Linked DNA regions of Mus musculus: regions 2 and 3 are each linked to region 1. Evidence: chromatin contacts called from public Micro-C and promoter capture Hi-C data. All regions are on one chromosome and are shown on one strand. The core of a region is the stretch at or near the end of the contact, and the rest is flanking DNA. Distances in the headings are between cores, read along the strand shown.

The links. Promoter capture Hi-C pulls out the DNA fragments that hold promoters and counts their contacts. A called contact is a pair of places that touch in the nucleus more often than the background predicts.
Region 2: a contact with region 1 is called in a promoter capture Hi-C map of hippocampal neurons, with 2.3 times the contacts expected there. The contact joins the enhancer-like site here to the promoter of Akap5 in region 1. A contact is called at or near these places in 4 of 39 promoter capture datasets (hippocampal neurons, liver, neutrophils and 1 more), 1 of 15 datasets of contacts at CTCF or cohesin (the NIH/3T3 cell line), 1 of 484 Hi-C or Micro-C datasets (B cells), 1 of 115 datasets of contacts at active chromatin or transcription factors (bone marrow-derived macrophages) and 1 of 9 other capture datasets (embryonic stem cells).
Region 3: a contact with region 1 is called in a Micro-C map of the G1E-ER4 cell line, with 4 times the contacts expected there. The contact joins the enhancer-like site here to the promoter of Akap5 in region 1. A contact is called at or near these places in 8 of 39 promoter capture datasets (the C10 cell line, cranial neural crest, embryonic stem cells and 3 more), 4 of 15 datasets of contacts at CTCF or cohesin (the G1E-ER4 cell line, embryonic stem cells, pro-B cells and 1 more), 64 of 484 Hi-C or Micro-C datasets (B cells, the Ba/F3 cell line, CD4 T cells and 34 more) and 5 of 115 datasets of contacts at active chromatin or transcription factors (the HPC-7 cell line, astrocytes, bone marrow-derived dendritic cells and 2 more).

The regions. Positions count from the first base shown.
Region 1 is chr12:76,323,449-76,326,277 of GRCm38.p6, reverse strand. It overlaps Akap5 (A kinase (PRKA) anchor protein 5), which reads right to left and starts at 1,387. Exons shown (of 2, transcript NM_001101471.1): 1 at 1,289-1,387.
Region 2 is chr12:76,592,457-76,595,492 of GRCm38.p6, reverse strand. All of the region lies in intron 32 of Sptb (spectrin beta, erythrocytic), which reads left to right. Among named protein-coding and RNA genes, the nearest start is that of AI463170, 46 kb to the right of the region's middle. Within about 2 kb of position 1,287, at least 197 of the 459 cell types and tissues checked have an H3K27ac peak or open chromatin away from gene starts, as enhancers often do. A contact at or near this core is called in the NIH/3T3 cell line, bone marrow-derived macrophages and hippocampal neurons, where this site is marked.
Region 3 is chr12:76,013,672-76,016,465 of GRCm38.p6, reverse strand. It overlaps Syne2 (spectrin repeat containing, nuclear envelope 2), which reads right to left. Exons shown (of 116, transcript NM_001005510.2): 66 at 754-984. Among named protein-coding and RNA genes, the nearest start is that of Mir5101, 110 kb to the right of the region's middle. Within about 2 kb of position 1,330, at least 70 of the 459 cell types and tissues checked have an H3K27ac peak or open chromatin away from gene starts, as enhancers often do. A contact at or near this core is called in B cells, the G1E-ER4 cell line and uterus, where this site is marked.

The DNA of each region.
Region 1 (2,829 bases), core at 138-2,637:
TGACACATAGCTTAGTGACAGAACATTGGCCTAACGTGCCACAAGATTCTGGGTTTGAGCCCCAGTGCCACCAAAAAAAGTAATAGTCCACAGAATGGCAAGGCTTAAGGAATGAGGACCTGGAATGACTAGCTAACAACAGCTCCGTGCATTTTAGGTGCTGAGCCCTGAGTTAGGCGCAGGGGAGCCTTTCATGCATATTCTTCACAGAGCTTTCACTTGGGTACCAGTTCCCAATTCTCTGTAGAACTGGAACCCTGAAAAACCGTTTTAAGAGCTAAGGCTTTTCTTTTGTTTTTTTAAGGGTAAGTATTGAAAGCTTCATCTTTCTACAAAGAAACATAAAATTCTAGAATGATGGGACCAGTATAACATTTGCAGTCTCTCCTCACACACCCTAGCACTAGAACTAGAACCCAGTCTTAATGGCTTCCACGTCTTCTTTCCCTGAGCCTCCAGCGCTCTAGAGATCATTCCTTCTAAGTGTGTGTATTAATAGAAGAAATATTCAAATGAGATTATATTCCGGAAAGTCTCTGAAACTAACCTAAATGGCCTAGATGGTTGCACGAGAGGTTTCTTTTAATGTACATCACTGTAGAGATCAACACCCCAACAAGTGTAGGCGAGGCAGGGAAAGGATGCAGCCTGCAGGCATTAAAACTTTGCAGAGTGTTAAGACTGCAAATGATTCACCTTTACCTTCGAGAGGACCATTATTGTCTTGGAAACCTTAAAGTCCCTGCTGTCCTTTCCTGGCAGAATCTCCTGTCCAAGACCACAGAAAACAACCACCACCCTTCTCCCCTTGAGCAACAGAGAGCAACCACTATCTGAACAGAGCAAGGAACCCTTCCCAGCACTAGACACGAACCGCGAAGCTTCCTCCTGGAGGAAGGATTCTCCAAGCTTGACGCCCCTATGGCAGGAGACAGAGCTCAGGATAAAGTGCTCAGAAAGGAAAATACCGGGGGCGTGGAATAGATAGCCCAGCTTCAAGCTATCTGCAGAACTATCATAGCCCGGAGCCGAAAATCACAGTTCCCCAGAAAACCCCTAAAGGAAAAGGGTTAGGTAGGCAGCCGGTGCCAAAGCAGCAGCTGCAACTCGTGCGAAGCGAGCGGGCGGCAGAACAGCCCAGGGTCACCCACCTGGAGCCGTCTGAGGATCGGCGACCTTGCAGTCGTGTCCCTCACAATCTGGTGACCAGGACCCGGGGTCTGCCGCCGTTACCAGGGCTCAGTGCACCAGATTCTGACCCAGAGCCTCTAGTCTTGCCTCTACTTACCCAGATCGTCGCGGTCTCTGGCCAGCTCTGCTCCCGAGGTCGAGGAGCACGGGCCCAAACAACGGAGAGCCCCGGAGACCGCGGAGCGCGCAGCCCTCTGCAGAGGGACCGCAGCCGCGCGCCCCCTCCCCAGCGCGGAGAGAGACAGCTGGTCGCGCCAATGCGCGTGGAGCAGTGGGGCGGGGCTAGGGCCGGGGGCGGGGTGAACTCAGCCAGCCACCTGCCAGCCGACTGCCCAGCGGCCTGGGAGAGACCTCCGTGCTCCCGCCCCGGACGCATCACCGCTGCATAAAGACATCAGGACCAGGGTGGAGGGACCACTAAAGCAAAGCAGGAGGACTGCAAGAGGGTAGAAACCCCTCATTTCCTGAGACGCACATCCGTAAAAACCTTGTTTGAATTTATAAGGCTCCCACCGTGAATCCCCCCTGGAACATTAAAGACAAGGTAGAAAGCATATCTACAGATAAAGATTGATGGGAAAGATGGCTCAGCGGTGAACAGCACGTATTTCTCTTCCAGGGGGTTTAAGATCGATCCCCATACACCCACATTAGGCGGCTCACAACCACCTGTAACCAGCCCTAGCTGGATCTTTTGCAAAAACAAAATTAAAAAGCAAGATTCATAACAGTACAGAGACAATAAGGGGCCGGGGGAGGATTTTATTTTATTTATTTTGTCGAGACAGGGTTTGTCTGTGTAGCCTTGCTTGTCCTGGGACTCACTCTGTAGACCAGGCTGGCCTTAAACTCACAGGGATCCACCTGTCTCTGCCTCCAGAGTACTGGGATTAAAGGCCTGTGCCACCATCCACTGGCAGACATTTTATTTGTGTAGCTCTGTACGACCGACCTGAAACTCATTGTGAACCAGCCTGGTATTGAACTCACTGAGATTCACCCACCTCCACCTCAGAAGCTGCACCTGGCTATGGAGAAAATTATATATATATGGTGAGAAACAGAAATAAACTCACTAAACAGAACCTCAACCTGGTACTGGTACAGTCCTCACTCTGGAACAGGAAGGTGTCAGCTCAGGTGGGAACCAGCACAAATATGGCTCTGTGCACACAAAGGTGTGGCCTCCCCAGCTCAGGGCCTGTGGCTTTGGGATGTTTTCAAGCTGAGACCCTGTAAGTCACACACACACTCTGACAGGCTTGTTTCACCATGTCCAAACCTCAGGCTCTGTGCACACCAGGCAAATACCCTTTGCTCCAAATGGGGCTGGAATAGTGAGCACCCTCATCTCCGTCCCCACTTGAGAGGAACAAGGTAAGCAGACCCCAAGGGATGTCCTAAAGGAAACAGTAATCCAGCCGCGGTTCTGATATGAGATGTCACATGGGCCATGTTCTGTGCTCACCTGTCAGCATGGATGTGGTACTCCAGCAGGCCTCAGCCTCCTCCAGGGCTCCTCCTAGCACAGAGCTCGAAAGCCCCAGGGACGCGGAAGAACAAGACCCTGTCCCCTTTCTTAAGTGGACCATGACCTTTGAGAGGTCAATATCAGATGTCCACTTGGGGATGGTTTTT
Region 2 (3,036 bases), core at 38-2,537, 270 kb before region 1:
TCACTGTGCACTGCCACTACTGCCCCTCGCCTCTGCATGTTAGAATGCATTCTGGTAAAAGCCGGACCCTTCCCACAGGTAAGTGTGAGGCCAAGCCAGAGACACAAGGTATCACAAGAAGCAAGACTCGGGATGAAGTCAGAATGTCTGGGGTCTGGTCTTTGGTTCTGGTTAACCTGTGTGGGTTTGGAATCCTCTCCCCGTCCCCAAGCCTCTTGCCTTATAAAGGTCTTTTTGTAAGGTTACAGAAAGTCCACAGTCCCACGAGTCAGCGACGTAGCCTTCCAAGGGGGAGACTGAGAGGATGGCTTTCCTATTTTCCTTCCATCTGCTCCTAACTCTGAGATTCCGGAAGCTACTGTGAAATCAGGATGGGGAAGGAGAGGTCACAGCCTAGGGTGTTTGCCCTTGTCCCTCTTTGAGGAAAGGACTGAGGTTCAAACCTATATAATGCCAGAAGTGGAGCCCTGAGGGGGCCTTCAGCCGGAGGGTAAAGCAGGAGGACTTTCTGGCAAGAGACAGGCACCCTCTCTGCCTCCTGTGCTTCCCTTCCCCTGGGAAAGATCCGGTCCTCTCCTGAATGTTCATCTTCCAGGCATTGCTCCTCAGACTGCCCAGTGTTGTGTTTGTAGGAAGATGTTTCCTCCTAGGAGAGAAGAGAGCAAGCTCTCATGGGGTTAAAGAGAGTGTGAGTTTCCTCAGGCTCAAAACCTCTTCCTACACACTGCTGTGTCACACTGTCCCTGCTGGGATGACAGGAGTGACACCCCTGAAAGACTCAGATGCTGTTGGGGGCTGTAACGAGAAACAGTCTTAGTTTGGAACCAACCTACCCTTCCTGCCTCCAAGTCCCCAGGCTAGGCCCAGTGTGCAGTGCAGGGGGACCCCAAGGATCAAAGCCACTCCAGACGGTGTCAGAGTGGGTGCTACTCATGGTCAGTCTGGCAGGGACGAATCTTACCCCAGGGTAGTTCCCAGCCACCACTCTTTAAGTGTGACCTTCCATGAATGGCCACACAGCCAACTTCCCCTGAGACAGGCTGATCGTCAGAGTAGGGCTGCCAGGGTAATCTGAATCTTGCTGATCTTCCTTCCATTGTCTCAGAGGCTTTGGGAGAGCAGCCAGCACATGTGAGTGAGGGGCTGTACCCCAAGGGCTGTGCAGGCACCAGGATCTCGGGGTCCATGGCCACCCCTGTGGCAAGGCCTTGATAGCTCCAGCCACAGTTGCCCCCAGCAGCCAGCTTTGCTCAGCAGCCAGCAGTGAGGCTCTGACGTTGGTGGATGCTGTGCGAGTGGGATAGCAGCTGTTTCTTCTTGCCTAAACAGCTTTCCCAGTCCTTGCCCCTCCCACACCCCCAAACAGCAGCTTTTTCAGACATTTTGCCTCAAATGCAAATCCTCTTTGTTCCAAATGGGCAGTCTCTGCCTGAAACAGACGTCAGCCTTGCCCCAAACTTGGGCGTGTTTCTCTCTCCCCAGGATGCCTGAGTCAGCGTGGCAAGGGTGTGTCTGCCTGCAGTCTGGCACTGTGCCCTGGCTCCCTAGAGAAACCTTCTCTCTTTCTGGGCGTTACACACAGCAGGGTGTGGCCAGCTCTCTCTTTGCTATGCCAGATGCTAATGCCTGGTCCTTCTGCTGCAAAGTCTCCCCCAAGTTTCTTGTTTCAAGCTCTATGTTCTCCAGTCCCCTGTCCCCCAATACCGATGGACTCAGGATGAGACTCAGCTAACATTCGGGAGCACCTGGGAAGTGGGTGGAGAACTGCCTACTTGACAGTGCCAGGGTCCAGGCCTCTAAAGTCAGCTCACAGGTCATACACATTGAAAACCACCTCGCTTGCTCTCTGGTGGCAGTGGGTCAGGCGGCCTCCTGTGTCCAAGAGAAGCCTCCACTTCCCTTTGCTTTGTCCAGTGCCATGAACCATATTCCCTCTATCTTGCCCAAGCTCCTCAGTAGACAACAGTTGCCCCTTGGAGTGTAGGATTGAGCCTCTCTGCTTCCAAATCCCACTCCTGGCAGCCCCTCACCATCTCCTGGCCTGCCATATGCCAGTCTGCCTTTCCTTCTCCACCCTACACTTCTGGTTCAGCAAAGCCTCTCCTTTGGGGGAACTGTCGACCCCAAGGCTCCGTGGTCTCATGCATGTCTTTGGCTGCTTTTCGACTCAGCAAACGGATTCTTTCTCTTCTCTTGCAAACAACTGTTTTCAGGTACCCTTCGCAAGCTATCTAGACAACCCTTCTCCGTCACAGCCCAGGGGCCAAGACGTCAGGCACTGGGGAGAATAAACATCCCGAACTGCTAGGGTTGCTGCTCACCCTGCCCTCACCTGGCACTGTTTGGTTGCCTAAAGCATCTAGCAGTGTGTCTTTTGTGGTGCAAATCCCATTTCCAGCAGAGAAGAGAGCAGATCATACCACCTTAACAAATTGGCCACATGCCTGATGTAAGCTGGGCACATCTCATTTAGACTGGGAACCCAACAGGTGATACTTTCTTCAGCAGTCACGGTATTATGCGCACATAAACACACCTGGACTGAATAGAAAAAGCATTGTGTTTGGAGCTAAGCAGACCCATCTTCTACCTTCCATTGTTAGATATATGGCTGTGGGCAGATTTCCTGTTCCCCGTAATCTGTAAAACAGAGAGCCTGTGAGGCTTGCGAGACAGAATGTGCATAGAGAACTTGGTGCTTAGCACATGGTCAGTTAGGTCCCGTCATCCTTACCTTAACCCTTCATCTTTGAGAAGAACCTTCCCTCATATGGACTCTAACATTACCACGGTTGTAGACAGCAACCAGCCCAAGGCCTCCATCCTTGACACTCCATCTATGTACGTTCTAGGCTCCTGTCCCAGAACTCATCTCACTGCTAACATGAAGCAGTCTGTTCTGAGGTCCATCCATGCCCCTGGCTCTCACCAACATTAACAGTAGAGGGAGAGTTCTGTCAGCAGGGTTCTTTTGCTTATGGGTCCATCGTAATTCACTGAGCATCTTTAGGAAGACCCTGTGGTCCTGGGCCAGGG
Region 3 (2,794 bases), core at 81-2,580, 310 kb after region 1:
TTCAGGGAGAGCTTCTGGTGGCAGGGCCAGTGCTTCTGAGACACACTGAGACAGGAGGGTGTCTTCATCCCTGGTAGGAGGCCAAGGCTGGTCTGCGGGGCACAGCTTGGGGAGAGGCCACCTTAAGCAGCCAGCAAACCTCTGCTGTTATGACAGCAATCACACCGCTGAGGTGTCGTCATCCCAGCCCCTCCCTGGAGAGACACACAAGTCCCCGCCTTTGGGCTGAGCCACCGAGCTTTTCTCAGAGTGACTTCAGACAAGGAAGCCGAGTTCAGGGCGCCCCTGCTAACAGGGCACGCAGTGTTTAGCTGGTCTTCGAGAGCTTGGACGTTTAGTCTCACTCCGATGAACTCATTATTTATCCACAATAACCTTGTGGTTATGGATCGCAGGAACAGATACTGGGTTCAGTTTAATGCCAGTCTTGTGAGTTCATCTCATTTAGACCCAACAAAAAATTTTCTATGAGCTAACCTGTGCTACCAGAGGAGGAAAATCAGGTTGAGAAGGGAATTAATTGGTCAATGTTCACAGTTCATGTGACCCCGGGCTGGTTTCCGTTCTGGGCTGTTATTCACTCCTGTCCCCTCAGAGTGGCTGATCACACAAAGAATTTCAAAGACTCATCGGGAACACGGCGAGTGGCTTTAGAGCCATGGGAGGAGCAGCCTGTTGCTTTAAGAGCACGTTGCCCCACCTTGGCAGGAGTTGGTGACTAGGTAAACCCTCACTCCTGCCTGCCTATCTTACCTGGCACCCCGCCAGCTCCTCTTCCACCACCTGTTGCATGTCCGCGTCTACAGTTTCTGGCTCAAAGGCCACGTTGGCTTGTTGCAGCCACAGCTCCAGCTTGGCCACTTGGGTCTTGCAGACACGGAGGATGTCTGCAGGCCGAGGCCTACTTCTCTCCACGGTGGACTCAAAAGCTCCTTGTTCTCTAGGAAAGTCCAGGAGTGCAGCTTCAATGGGGGGTGTGGCACCCTAAAATGAAGCCAAAGATAGTCCAGCAGTGAGAAGGCAGGAATCCAAGGCTTTTCCACCCGGGGCTTGGAAAGACCCGAGAACCTGCCTCCCCCTCTCCCCCTCCTCCCCGGTGAAAAGAAACAAAGTAAGGACAGAAGGAGGAAGAAAAGAAAAAAGAAAAATGCACCTCCACGCTCATAGCAACGGCCACGTGACCCGGTGGCATGGGTTTCCAGGCAGCCGACCTGCATGTACACAGGTACAGTGTTCCCGGGCCCAGAGGCGGAGAGTGGCGATCCCCGGGAGACAGGTGAGGGAGAGAGAGCGTATGAGGGTGTGTATCCCAAACACTTCAGGGAGCTGGCCAGTGCTTAAAGTGGCATGACACATGATGATTAAGCAAGGCATTACACGGCTGTGCACCCAACAACCAAAACTAAAACCGAGTCAGAAAAATGGCCTCTTCATGCTGGCAGGGCTTAACAATATGCTGGAATCTGCCGCCCGATTGTAACATCTTCCCAAGTAGCAAGATTGCACTTTAGTTTCTCTTTACCCATCTAAATTCTCTGTTAAAAACAGGTTGGGGCAAGTAATGAACTTCCTGGAGCAATAAAGAATGTTTTCTCCATTCCCCGAGAGGGGGGAAAAATCCCTAAACTGGCTTTTGCTTTTTCAGAAGTGGAGTTAAGAACCGACTGCTTTGGTGTGAAGTTTGAATTAAGTGTGACATATTTTCAATGTATTGAGGCAACTAGATATCTTACCAATACAAAAGCAAACTTTCTCCCAGAGAGAAGATGCAACTGAACTATTCCACACTTACGGATTTATTTGTTTCAACATGGAGGTAGGGATTGGTTTTAACGTGATAGTCTTGCCTGACACTATAGGACCCGCCCTCTCCCAGGATATGCAGAGAGGACACTGTCTCTTCTGGAAAATCCCTTCAGACATAGGGCTTAGCATTCTGATCTGTACAAATACTGGTCTCCATGTGCGAATTAGAATTAAAATGAATTCCAACATTTCCCACTTTAAGATTGTGCGCAAACTTGTTAACAAAGCACGGTTGAGACAAACAACACGCTTCTAACAGGAGTTGCTTACAAACATACATCCTACCTCAAAAAATATAACCTCCGAGGGGTTAGATTCTTCCTGACTACCTACTACTTTACATGTCTGCTCTTTTCCAGTAAAAGGCTATTTCTTAGGCTTGGGTATCCTCAATGGGAGGATATTTGCCTGGTTGGGTAAGAGGCCCTGAGTTTGATCCTAGCATCCCCAAGCCCCAAAAGCAATAATGACAACCCAACAAACAAAACCAACAAACTGTCTGCCCTCATCCACCCAATTTTATAGTTTTCTTCAAGGCTGGCATTCTCTGCTCCCCCAGTGTTTTCCCTGAGCCTCACACACCGCTCCGCCCACCCTGGCTCCACAGGTCTCAGTGGTCACTGTTAAGGTAAACAGTCATTGGGACTACTGTCAGGCATTGATTTCTAGCCTGACTAGTTATATAAATAAGTGATTAGCTATTTCCAAGTTTTGGATATGACTATACCTTAGTAGCAAAGATTGTGTGGCCTTTTTTTCTGTTATCTGACATCATCAGTTATAATAGTAAGTGGTTAATCTGTAATAACTAATTTATCACCTGTCTTAATTTATTCTAGATTTTTATTTGACTACCTCTGGCAGGTCATGTACATATAGTTTTAAGTGCCAGTACTTAGCCATTCTGCTTTCTTACTACCACACTTCAGGAGGAAATGAGCAAGCTGGGTGACTAATCCGCCCTTTATTTAAACCTGAAAAGAATCCA